Regions from separate parts of the Mus musculus genome. Here regions 2, 3 and 4 are each linked to region 1. A link is a contact called in public HiChIP or PLAC-seq data. All regions are on one chromosome and are shown on one strand. The core of a region is the stretch at or near the end of the contact, and the rest is flanking DNA. Distances in the headings are between cores, read along the strand shown. Region 1 has its middle 49 kb from the start of Gm52008. Region 2 has its middle 52 kb from the start of Gm46320. Region 3 has its middle 37 kb from the start of Gm32935. Region 4 overlaps Bcl11b (B cell leukemia/lymphoma 11B).

What was found. HiChIP or PLAC-seq counts read pairs in DNA pulled down with a chosen protein or histone mark.
Region 2: a contact with region 1 is called in an H3K4me3 HiChIP or PLAC-seq map of the SCID.adh cell line, with 27 read pairs. The contact joins two enhancer-like sites. A contact is called at or near these places in 2 of 115 datasets of contacts at active chromatin or transcription factors (the SCID.adh cell line and T-cell acute lymphoblastic leukemia).
Region 3: a contact with region 1 is called in an H3K4me3 HiChIP or PLAC-seq map of the SCID.adh cell line, with 8 read pairs. The contact joins two enhancer-like sites.
Region 4: a contact with region 1 is called in an H3K27ac HiChIP or PLAC-seq map of T-cell acute lymphoblastic leukemia, with 3 times the contacts expected there. The contact joins two enhancer-like sites. A contact is called at or near these places in 1 of 484 Hi-C or Micro-C datasets (double positive thymocytes) and 6 of 115 datasets of contacts at active chromatin or transcription factors (CD8 T cells, T-cell acute lymphoblastic leukemia, double positive thymocytes and 3 more).

What each region holds. Positions count from the first base shown.
Region 1 is chr12:107,159,072-107,161,771 of GRCm38.p6, forward strand. No RefSeq gene overlaps it. Among named protein-coding and RNA genes, the nearest start is that of Gm52008, 49 kb to the left of the region's middle. Within about 2 kb of position 1,295, at least 50 of the 459 cell types and tissues checked have an H3K27ac peak or open chromatin away from gene starts, as enhancers often do. A contact at or near this core is called in CD8 T cells, the SCID.adh cell line, T-cell acute lymphoblastic leukemia and 2 more, where this site is marked.
Region 2 is chr12:106,581,806-106,584,527 of GRCm38.p6, forward strand. No RefSeq gene overlaps it. Among named protein-coding and RNA genes, the nearest start is that of Gm46320, 52 kb to the right of the region's middle. Within about 2 kb of position 1,321, at least 9 of the 459 cell types and tissues checked have an H3K27ac peak or open chromatin away from gene starts, as enhancers often do. A contact at or near this core is called in the SCID.adh cell line and T-cell acute lymphoblastic leukemia, where this site is marked.
Region 3 is chr12:106,564,136-106,566,835 of GRCm38.p6, forward strand. It overlaps the pseudogene Gm17053. Among named protein-coding and RNA genes, the nearest start is that of Gm32935, 37 kb to the left of the region's middle. Within about 2 kb of position 1,361, at least 24 of the 459 cell types and tissues checked have an H3K27ac peak or open chromatin away from gene starts, as enhancers often do. A contact at or near this core is called in the SCID.adh cell line, where this site is marked.
Region 4 is chr12:107,920,076-107,922,775 of GRCm38.p6, forward strand. The region is part of intron 3 of Bcl11b (B cell leukemia/lymphoma 11B); the gene reads right to left. Among named protein-coding and RNA genes, the nearest start is that of Bcl11b, 82 kb to the right of the region's middle. Within about 2 kb of position 1,341, at least 43 of the 459 cell types and tissues checked have an H3K27ac peak or open chromatin away from gene starts, as enhancers often do. A contact at or near this core is called in CD8 T cells, T-cell acute lymphoblastic leukemia, double positive thymocytes and 1 more, where this site is marked.

The DNA.
Region 1 (2,700 bases), core at 45-2,544:
CAAACACTATGGCAACCTGAAACAGACAAAATAGCCCTCCATCCCGCATCTAAGGATGCTATTCCTCCCAAACCAGTGGTTATGGTCCAAGGGGAAAGGTAGAGAAAGGCATTTATTGGTACCCTGGGCATGGTGCCTGACGCTTCAAACTCAGACCCTTTTACTCTTCGCACCCGATGACATGTCAGATGACTTTGATATTGCAAAGTGGATTCTTCAGACATCAAAGTGTCCCCACCACGGAACTGTGACACCTCTGTACTTATAGTTATAAAACAGCTATAGCCACCCAACAGCACTGGGGATTCTCAAATCTCTTTGGAGCCTGGCACATGGGCCAGGGTCTCACCTAGGAGAAATGAGCACACAGACTCCACCCAGCCCCATCCCGTCAGGCATTGCACCTTATGTTTGGCCTCAGCAAGTTCAGCCCAAGTCACTGAGAGAGTAAAACAGAGCCAACAGGGATTCAGACGTCTTGCGACAGGCCAGGCGACAAAGGCTTTCATCCTAGCAGTGGTCAGCAAGTGTGTCAGAGGCGAGTCCCATGGTCATCCACCAACATCTGAAACTGCTAATTGGCTCGCTCAGTCACATCTCAACTAGATAAACTAAAGACACTTCACAGTTCCAGCCTTCCTTTTTTTTTTTTTTTTTTGTATCTCGAGAGGTCACTATACCCACGGTGCCTGTGGGCTAGTGAATGACATAGTCCAAATATAAATTACCTTAGCTGCAGAAAGTTCCAGAGAGCAGCACAGAGCCCTCCTGCTCTCGCTGTTTTAAAACAGTCATCTACAGAAATCCACCACCCTTTGCCTCTGCATCCTGCAAAAAAAAAAAAAAAAGCTGCTATCCAGACTGCCATCTGGGTCCTGGTGTCTGCATCCCGTTCCCTTCCTAACATGACCCTTGATAACAGTTGCTATAAGACCTGATGGTTGTCTTCCCTGGCACTTCCTCAGCTCCCAGAGGCAGCTTCACACTCTGCCCCCACTGTTTCCCCTCCCTGACTGCAGATTTTGAGGGGGGAAGTTTGGGGGAGGAGGGCAAAGACCTGAGAATGGTAGGCCACAGCAGGGTGAACAGGAGCCTGCCAGGGAGGCAGACATCTGTGCCCAGACAGATAGAGTTTCACTGATAGGATCTCTCTTACTATCCTTGTGAGAGATAAACAATTTGCCAAAGCAGCTTGCAGGGGAGGAAGTGCCCCCGCTGAGAAAGTGGCACTCCGAGGCCAGCAGCTCACCCCTGCGGTCACAGACCCAAGGCTTAGGGAGGGAAGGGGGAGGAGGCCACCCAGGCTTCACACAGGTGACAAGATTGATAGGGCCCACGCCTCCTCGGCTGGTATCAGAGAGAGGAGCATGAGCCGGCTCTGGAGGGGGATCAGCCCCTGTGAGAAGTGAGACAAAAAAGGGACCAAAGGCAAGTGAATCTAGACAGCGCTTCTAGAGGGGTCTCCTTATACATCACAGGGCACAGCCCTTGAGATGTTTGCATACACCGTACAGCTCCCGAGGTTGCCCACAGCTCCTCCAAAATGCAGCTATGCCTTCATCAAAACAGGACATCTGTCAGAACACTCGCCCGGCCAGAGTCAATGGATTGTTCTTCCAGGAATTAGATTTCTGGAGGAGGAATAGGTGGATAGCAACTCAGTTCTGACCAATGGCTTCTCAGTATTTTCTCAGTACCCATAAGGACTGATTCCAGGAAGTCCTCGGGTCCCTCATACAAAATGACACATTTGCATATAACCTACATACATCCTGCTTGGCCCTGCAATCAGCCCTGGCCTTACCTATAGTCAGGAATGGATATACGTGATATTCTAATGACGGATGGTTGTTTAGGGCACAGTGTCAATGAGCAGGGAAGGGGCTTGCTCAGTGTATACCTTCATGGGTAGCAAGCCCGCAGAAGTGGCTGCCCAGGGAACCAGAAAGAGAGGTCAGGGGCCAGTGAGGGAGGAAGAGAATGCAAGGCTGTGGGTGTGAAATGTCCTCTCATTAAGATTTTTGTCTCCCGGGAACAATTTCTCAGCAGGGTAATGGCCTGCAATTCTCATTTGCATTCTTGGTAAGATTGCAAACAAAATATGTGAGATGCCTTGTTCCACCAGAATGTCAGAAAACCAAGAGCTTGTGTTTTTTTCTTAGTTATCTCACATCATGTTTGGGACATTGTAGCGTACTTAAAAATGTATTGCCCCTCTGGAACACACAGTCACCAGGTAACTTGTATTTTATATAGCAGTGCTTATATAGGAAGCAGTAAGGAATAGCTGGCCTTTGGGCTTGTTATTAATCTGTGTGCATTTGAGCAGTTTAACTGAGTGACTCAATTAGATTTGGGGCAGACGTGCGGTTAACAGGACAGGCCCACTCTGCTTGCTGTCTTCCCCTAGCCCCCATTCCTTCTGTAGACATCCACGCCAGGGACCACACACTGGCTAAGCCAAATACACAGGACAGAATCCCAAAGACAGCCAGTGACGCCTATCCCTCGTGAATTGGAGATGGTGGATGGACTTGGATCTCACGCTGCATGCATTGTAACTGATCAAACAAACAGATTGCCAAGCATCAGCAAGTGATAAGAGTCTCAGCCACTCCTGGTTCTCTTCATTTGGGCTCACACCTAGAGGCACAAAAGGCTCTTCTGACTCAGGACAAACCAGTGTCAATTCCTGAAACA
Region 2 (2,722 bases), core at 71-2,570, 580 kb before region 1:
CCTGACTTCCTTCTTCCCCCTGTTTTAATTACCTCAGAGCTATCATAAGGGCCGTGGTCTGGGAGTGGGCATGGAGGAGTCCGTCATGGATAGACTCTGGCTATTTACACATCCACAGGCAGATCACAGAACTGCAGTGTGGTTTCTGGTCAAGTCCTCTTCCTGGCTTGTGGGCTTCTCTGTGCATGCTGTCACCACGGAAAGACAAAGGTTGATCTCTGACATCGGTTAAAAGGAAAAGATATTGATTCTATGGGCTCTGGACTCTCCGTTCACAATCATTTAACCCGAGTTATCTCCTTACAAAGATACAGTGCATGCAGGGAGCAGGAAGGACCTCAGTACAAGAATTTGGGGGAACTCAGTTCAGTCCTAGCAGCCCTGGTGTCAAAGAGCGTGGCCTGGTATTCCTCTCAACCTTCTTCACACACTCTCTTAGCTGTATTCTCTCTGAACTGAAACTTGTGGATGGGGTCTAGTGACAGAAGCACACAAGGACACACACACAAGGACACACACACACTCACACAAGGACACACACACACACTCACACACACTCACACACACACACAAGGACACACACATACTCACACACACTTGTATACACACACACACACACACACACAGTCAGCATCGATGGCTTGAGAGATTGATTGACAAGATATACATATACACCCGCTATAAACTTTATAGTTGGCTCTTGTCCTTGGATCTTCTTGTCTTTCCTAAAATGGTTAATCTTTTAAAAATGAATTATTCTTTATTAGAAGACTTAATGTCACATAGTAAGAACTAATGAAAGACAGAAGATACCAAAGTAAAAATGAAAGTCGCTGTGCATAAATAAATGTATAGAAACAGGAAACAGAACCAAAAATGCAGAGAAGCACAACATTTTCAGTATCATCCCTAATTAGAAGAGAAGATATGCCTGCAAGCAAGCACAAGCAGGAGTGTAAGATTCCTCATAAATGTTCAGATGCTAATCCAATCAACATGACGTTTTTAGGTTTTAAATACAGAGTACATAACTTTTACAGAGATTTAAATATAGGGTAGTTTTGGCTGAAAGTCATTTCCCCCTCCTCTCAAGGGCCCTTTTCTGTTTTCCTGGCATCCAGCTTCCTGCACTCCCACATCGGCATGCACATCTAGAAATTGAAAAGCGAACATTGGTGTCGTTCCGAGCCTGGGTTACCTCACTTAATATAGCGCTTCTTGTCTTTCAGCCAAGGATCTCTCAGTCACTCATTGCTCTCTACAGATGTCCTGTGCCCACATGGCCACACGTGGGTTTGCTCACTGGTGACAGCCGGAGACACGGCACTTTCTGTTCCTTTGCCCTGTGCCTTTGACCCCCCACCTCTGAGCTCACACCTCATGCCTCTCTGTGAGGCAGGACTTCCCTCTTTAACAGCTGCAGTCACAGAGTCTCCTGAAAGTCAGCTAATGCGACTCTTCATGATGGATGTGCTGTCTCTTCCAGTCTCCTGGCAGTGGTTAGTGACAATTGTCAATGTGACAAAGTTTATAGTTTCCTGGGAAGAGTCTCAGAGAGGGGTTCTCAAGAGCCGGTTGGTCTGTGGGCACACCTGTGGAGATTTGTCTCAACTGTCTTAACTGAGGTGAGGAGACCAAGCCTGAAATGGGTGCCACCAATCCCTCCGTTTGAGTCTCCGAATGTGTGAGAAGTCTAGAGTCAGCTGAGTGCAGCCGTGAGTGCATTCAATCCTTCTTTGCTTCTGTGTTTCTCTGCCCACTGGTGTCAAACTTCTGCTGCCTCAACTTACCTTCAATGATGGACTCTGACTGGGAGCCACATGCTAGAATAAAGCTTCTTTCTTAAGATGTTCTTAGCTGAACTTTTTATCACAGCGACAGGAGAGAAGCAAGAGGCTAATGGCGTCAGCGATGGCATGCTTTCACACTTATGACTGCTGCCCATAGAGACCCAAGACCCTTTGCATCCTATCAAAGGTCATCATCTCCATTTCCCATGTTTGTTTTCTCTAAACTTCCTCAACTTTTCCCGGTGCCAGGCATCTGGCTTTCCTGTGGGTGTGGCTTCTTCAGGCTCATTGTAGAGTCAGGCAGTGCTACCTACTGCTGAGAGCTTGGGAGGAAGGACTGGGCTTTGGCCAGCAGTCCTCTGAGGACAGATCTCTATAGGAATGGGCGCAAGCCAAATGTCCTTATGTTACCGCTACAACCCAGAAATGCCCCTTGCGTAGGAAGCTGGGTGTTGCCTGTCTTTGCTCCCCCACTCCTGTGAGTTCCGGGGGTAATTGTGTTCCTCTTGGAAAATACCAGCCCATTTGCAGGCTGATCCAACCTCTCTGGCCTCCTAATGTAGAAGACATTTGGCAGCCGTGACAAGTGACAGAAGATTTCCCGGGTGGGCTCCTGGGATTTCATCTCCAAGGCACAGGCATGCAGGGGACCAGGCTGCTCTTCAGCTTCGCCCTCCATAGCCAGGTGAGGGGAGACAGGATGGGGTTTCAGAGACACTCAGTATGCCATCCAAAGCCTTCTCTGAGCCACAAACTCCTGAGTTTCTGGGGATGGAGCCATGAAAATCTGGGATCCTGCTCAGTCTACTTTAGCACTCAGACAGGATATTAGATGTTTAATATCATTTGGCCACCATACAACTTCTCTTCCTTCTGATTCTAAAGAGTCTAAAGATTTCATTGGGCCCTTCCTTGCTTCCTGATCCATGCCT
Region 3 (2,700 bases), core at 111-2,610, 590 kb before region 1:
GGTGCCATTTTTTTCTTTTATCCAACTGACATTGGTAATAATACATGAAATTATTACTAAATCGCAGCTGCGGAGATGATATCATGATTTTTTTGTGTGTGTGTAATCTTTGATGAAAAATTAATTTTTGAGAGGGATAATTTAAAATGATTTAAATAGTATTATACTGGAGTCCTTGCTGGTAATTAACACCAATCTTGTCAGAACTGAAGGCACCTTTCAGCTGCTTCTAAAGCTACCCACAGTATTTGTCCCTTTTGTGCGAGTGATTATGGCTCTCGGACTTCATTTTTTGCTGTCCTGCGGCCATTGAAGGAGAAGGCTCCTGGCAGGAATGGCTGTTCTCCGAGCCCCATCCTTATTCATCTCTAGACTGTGGGCTAGGCCAGGGAGTGGCCTCCACTTTTATTTTCTAATCGGACCAAAGTAGGCTTATCATCCTGTTATCACACTGTGTACCCTGCTCCCTTCACGGCTGAATGTCAGTTCCATAGGACGCCATGACCTCATAGATATTCCTCTAATTGACAGGACAGGTGGCCAGACACGCTCTCAACCTTCACTCGTGTTCTTTGGAGACCTGGCTTTCTCAGAAATCCACCTTTTTTCTTTTTCCCACCACAAGACAGAAATAAATAAATTAATTAAATACATTAAAAAAAAAAAACAAGCATCCTAACAAGATATGGCTGAAAATAGATCACCCCCCCCCCCCCCGCTAGTTCCTTCGTACTTTAAATGACAGAAGTGTGTGGTATCCTATATATAAAGACCTGCAGGAGAGGTTAAAAAAAGAAATACAGTGAAATTTAAGTAGGAAGAAGAAACTGAATGAGGATATGGGTGAGCCGTACACCCGTCTGAGCTCTGAGTTTTGCTTTCTTCTTTTCTAATACACTTCTGATTTTTTTGACAAGAGACACTGCGCTAGATATTCATGGCAGTGGCTGTACCTGCCACTTCTTAATTTCTCTCCCTCAACTTTTTTGCTGAGAAGGAAGAGAATGGGGCGGGGAGGTGGGGGGGCGGGGGTGGGGGAACAAGTGAGGAGAAAGGGAAGGCAGGGGAGAGGGGAGGGAGAAGGGCAGATGACAGGAAAGCTTTGAGAATGGCTCTTCTGGCCACCCGCTCATTAACATAAGAGTATAGTTCCGGCTTCCAAGTCAGGTGCAATTTTATTCTACCAGAACACGCTTGCCTTCTGACATGATCCCACGCTGCAAAGGAAGAGAAAGAGGTGAAAGAGAAAACCCCTTTTGCAAGCAGAAAAAAAAAAAGCCAGTTTATTGGTGGGGGTGGTGCCTGTGCTGTGCCTGTCTGTGAAACTAGCAATATGGAGATGTTTCTTAGATAAGATCTCCCCTTGTGATACAGGAAGGCTGCCTTCCTGGCTCAGGCAGAGGGCGACTCAGCACCTGGGAAATCTTTTCATCTTATCGACTGGTGCCTTAGGTGACCATGTTTATGCCTCTCTGGCCAAAAAGGAGGCCTTTGGAACCCGCAGGCTTGCCCATGCAGGACTATAGAACTGGGTTAGGCAACAGGAACAGAGCTTCCGTGCTGCTGCCAGGAACATGAAGTAAGATGCCTCCTTTCACGGCAAGAGCATGGTCGGTCAACACTTGTACTGTGAATCCCCCTATAAAACTCAGCATGTGAAAGCACCCGCCGTTCTCCCAGTCAGAAGCACACAGAGGTGGGGCTAGGCACGCTGCTGCTCCAGTCACGGGGCGACCGCAGAGAGGTCTGTCCCTCTCTTCTGCCCCATGTTCTAAACTCTGGCCATGGTTGGGATACAACCAGGGTCTCCTCCATGGTTTGTGCGTCCTGGTAGAGAGAGCACAGCAAGGACAGATGGGAGCTCTCTTGGGGCTCCTTCTGTTGTCATCACCTTGCCCCCAGGATGTGGGATGCTGTCAGCATCTGGGGGCTCCTGCTGAGTGTGCCCACTCTTGGCCCCCAGCAACTGGCAGTGCACTGGGTTCATAGACAGAGTACAGCCAGTACGGGTGATCTCTCGGAAGACCCAGACTCCTTTCTGCTTCATTCATTCCTAGGTGCCCTGGATTTCAGACTTAGAAACTCTGGGTCAGCATCGTCCAGCGCTTTGCTCATTCACTTACTCGACTGAGGGAGGAAAGAACTTTCTCCCCTGGAAAGCATTTTCATGAACATGGTAAACCTTTTCAGATTCCATTTCAATCTCCACCCTAAGATCCACAATGGTAGAAATTCCCAAATTACTATGTTAGCTCATTTCTCACCCAACAGACATTTCTTAAGTACTTATGAGGTACTGGGTTCTGCCTTGAAGATCTCAAGGCAGCCAAGACTAGGTCTGCCCTTTATGCCCAGAGTGTTGGGAAACCATCTAGCAACCTGATTAAAAGAATAGATTAATGAATCCATGAAAAAAGGGTTCTCTCTGATGTTTCACAGAGGAAAGATTGGCTAACCTTCCCTTTAGGGGATCAGAAGGTGAACAGTGTCGGGCTTTGTAGGCCATGCGGACTGCTGCAATTATTCAGTAGTACACACACAGTCTTAGACAAAGCATGCATGAACGGCAGTGGCTGCGTCTCCATAAAATTGTTTACAAAACCAGTGAGTGGTCTAGACTTGACAACCACAGACCCGGGCACCGGATTTAGATGTGTATGTGCATGTGCGTGTGTGCGTGCGTGCGTGCGTGCGTGCGTG
Region 4 (2,700 bases), core at 91-2,590, 760 kb after region 1:
AAATACAAGTCCCTTTCAGACACATTGGAGCTATCAACACAAATGAAGTACCATGTCCTAGGAGGTCACATATCAAATTAAAGGTGTTTCTGTACCCTTCTCTGGGCCCCAGCCATTCTAAGTAATGGATTTACAGAGGATGGTTGCTGAGATCTGGGGTGTTCTTAAGTTGGGGCCCATCTCTTCTCAGCATCTCCATTTCCTTGAGTTGCTCTGAAGTACTTCCTGTCTCTTTATCTGGTGGCCACATGTTTTTCTAGACTGTTCTATCCAACAAATACCGAAGTCCAAAGCAGACTATGTAACTAGGTAGCCATAACCGATTCCATGTTTTAGAAAAGCAGAGAGAAGGGCACACATATTCTGACCTGCATGCTCTAGAACCCAGATGTCACCTCCATAGTTAAACTGTGAGGAGAAAGGGGGCTGACTACTTGTCCGGTCAGATTTCAGGGCCACTTGTCACCCTGGGGTGAGAGCTATCTTCATCAGAGCCCCTAAGTGTCCCTCTACAGAACTCTAGGCTTCACTCACTATAGGCAGCAGCCTCCCCCAGTACCTGACAGAAAGAAAAAATAAATCCCCCAGCCCTTGAAGGCCCTCCCTTGACAACTCTCTTTCCAGCCACCCCCTTCTTTTTTAAAATAAAATGTTCGTTTACATGTGACGACCTCATGGCTCTCTCTCGCCTACAAATAGCCCTGAGTATGGGGCTGCTCACTTTTAAGAACTAAACAACGTCAGAGAGTCTCTGGCGAGCCACTTGGAACGTCTTTCTATTCAGGAACTGAATAAGTATTTTATAGACACAGCACAGGCACAGATGGCTTGCTTTTAGACAAGAAGAGCCTTAGACAGCAGGTTGCGTCAGACTCAGGGCTTGCTTAGCTCATCCCAAACCCGTCCTTGCTGCATCGAACTCAGAGAGATACCTGCACGCAGGTGGCCCAGTGCGTGCCCTGCAGTGGGCGGTGGCTGCTTTGCTAATGGCTGGGACAGGGTCCACTAGCCTTACACTGCTGTAGCGGCTGCAGCTAATGATGCTAACTGCTGGGTCCAAATGACTTCAGAAGCACCAATCCTGGCCTACAGACCTAGAAATGTCAGTTGCGTTTGTCTCACTAAATCACACGGGGCAGCTCAGAACCCAGAGAGGGCCCTGCGGTGTCTTTTCTTGCTTCCTCCCTCCTTACTTTCATAGATCTTTAGAACACACACTGAGCCTTCTTTGTTCTTTCAGTATGTTGTCTGAGGAGTTTCAAACGCAGACTCCTACCCCAGATCTCTTCTGACAAGACTCCCCACCCCCCATAGGAGCATCACTGAACACTTGGAACTTGATCTCTAAAGGGTGTAGCCAAACATGAGATGTCACCTCTCTGAGCCTTGCTTCCTACTTGGCCTGGGGACTGTGAGGTCCTCCCTCTATCCACCGCTCACTGCTGTATAAATGTGGCAGTAGGTGTTATATACTGCGGGTTTGTTACCCATCCTTGTATGTGGCTCTGAGTGTTTCAGGGATGCCTTTTGGTTTAAGGCCTGGAAGAAGAGTAATGTAGCTTGACTCAAAAGCAGCAAATGTTAAAGGACACCTCTGATCAAGCAGGGGAACTGGTCTGGGCCGCCCGGGCTCCTCAGTAAACCACAAAGCACTGCACGGCTCACTCAGCATTATCGCTACCTCAGCTCATGTCACCCTTGTTCACTAACACCTCTGAGGGAAGCCAAGTGAGGATCATGATCACATGATCATGCTAGACCACGGGGACAGCAGTTTAGAGAATCACCGTGCCATCACCACCTTCCCAGGCCTCCCTGCGTGTGTCACATTGTCAATGGTTCCATGTTGACAGTGCCCTCTCATGGAAGGCCACTGATTGTCCCTGGACAGTCTCCCATTATGTCTACCCTGTGGCAGGCATTCACTCTAGGGTGGAATACGGGAGTCATTTTACAGAGCCAAAAAGCATATTGGTGACATATGCTGCTTGGGAGACCTAGTGAAGGGACCACATGGCAGTGAGGTGGCTGAACCTGGGACAGTAATTGGTACCCCTGGGTGTCTCACAGTGATCCTCCTCACCCCGAACCCAAACAGAAGGCTGGTCTTGTCTTGCTTCATCACTTAAACCCCACCCCAACCCCTGAGACGCACACCCCCTATAACTGCTAAGAGTGCTCTCTCCACAGTTTCATGATGACAACCAGTACAACCATTATTCAGGTGACAAGTACATCTCATGTTCACTTAAAAACTGTCCCCCTCCCCATGGGGCTGGAGAGGTGGCTCAGCGGTGAAGAGCATTGATTGCTCTTTCATAGGACGCTGGTTCCGTTCCCAGCATCCGCGCAGCAGGTCACAGCTATCTGTCTGTAAGTTCAGATCTAGCAGATCTGATGCTTTCTTCTGGGTTCTGTAGGCGTGGTATGCACATGCCACACAAACACACAAGCAGGCAAAACACCCATACACACAGAATAAAATACAAATGAATCTAAAAATTAAATTAAATTAAACTGCCCCCCCTCCGGCTGGAGGTGTATTTCAGCGTCCCAGTGATAGAGTACTTGCCAATCCCCATATCTTCCAGCACTCAAAAAATAAAATAAAATAAAATAAAAACAAAAACAAAAACAAAAACTAAAAACATCTTTCACAATGTCACAGAGAAAATGTCAACCGGGGCTCCTTGAGCACTT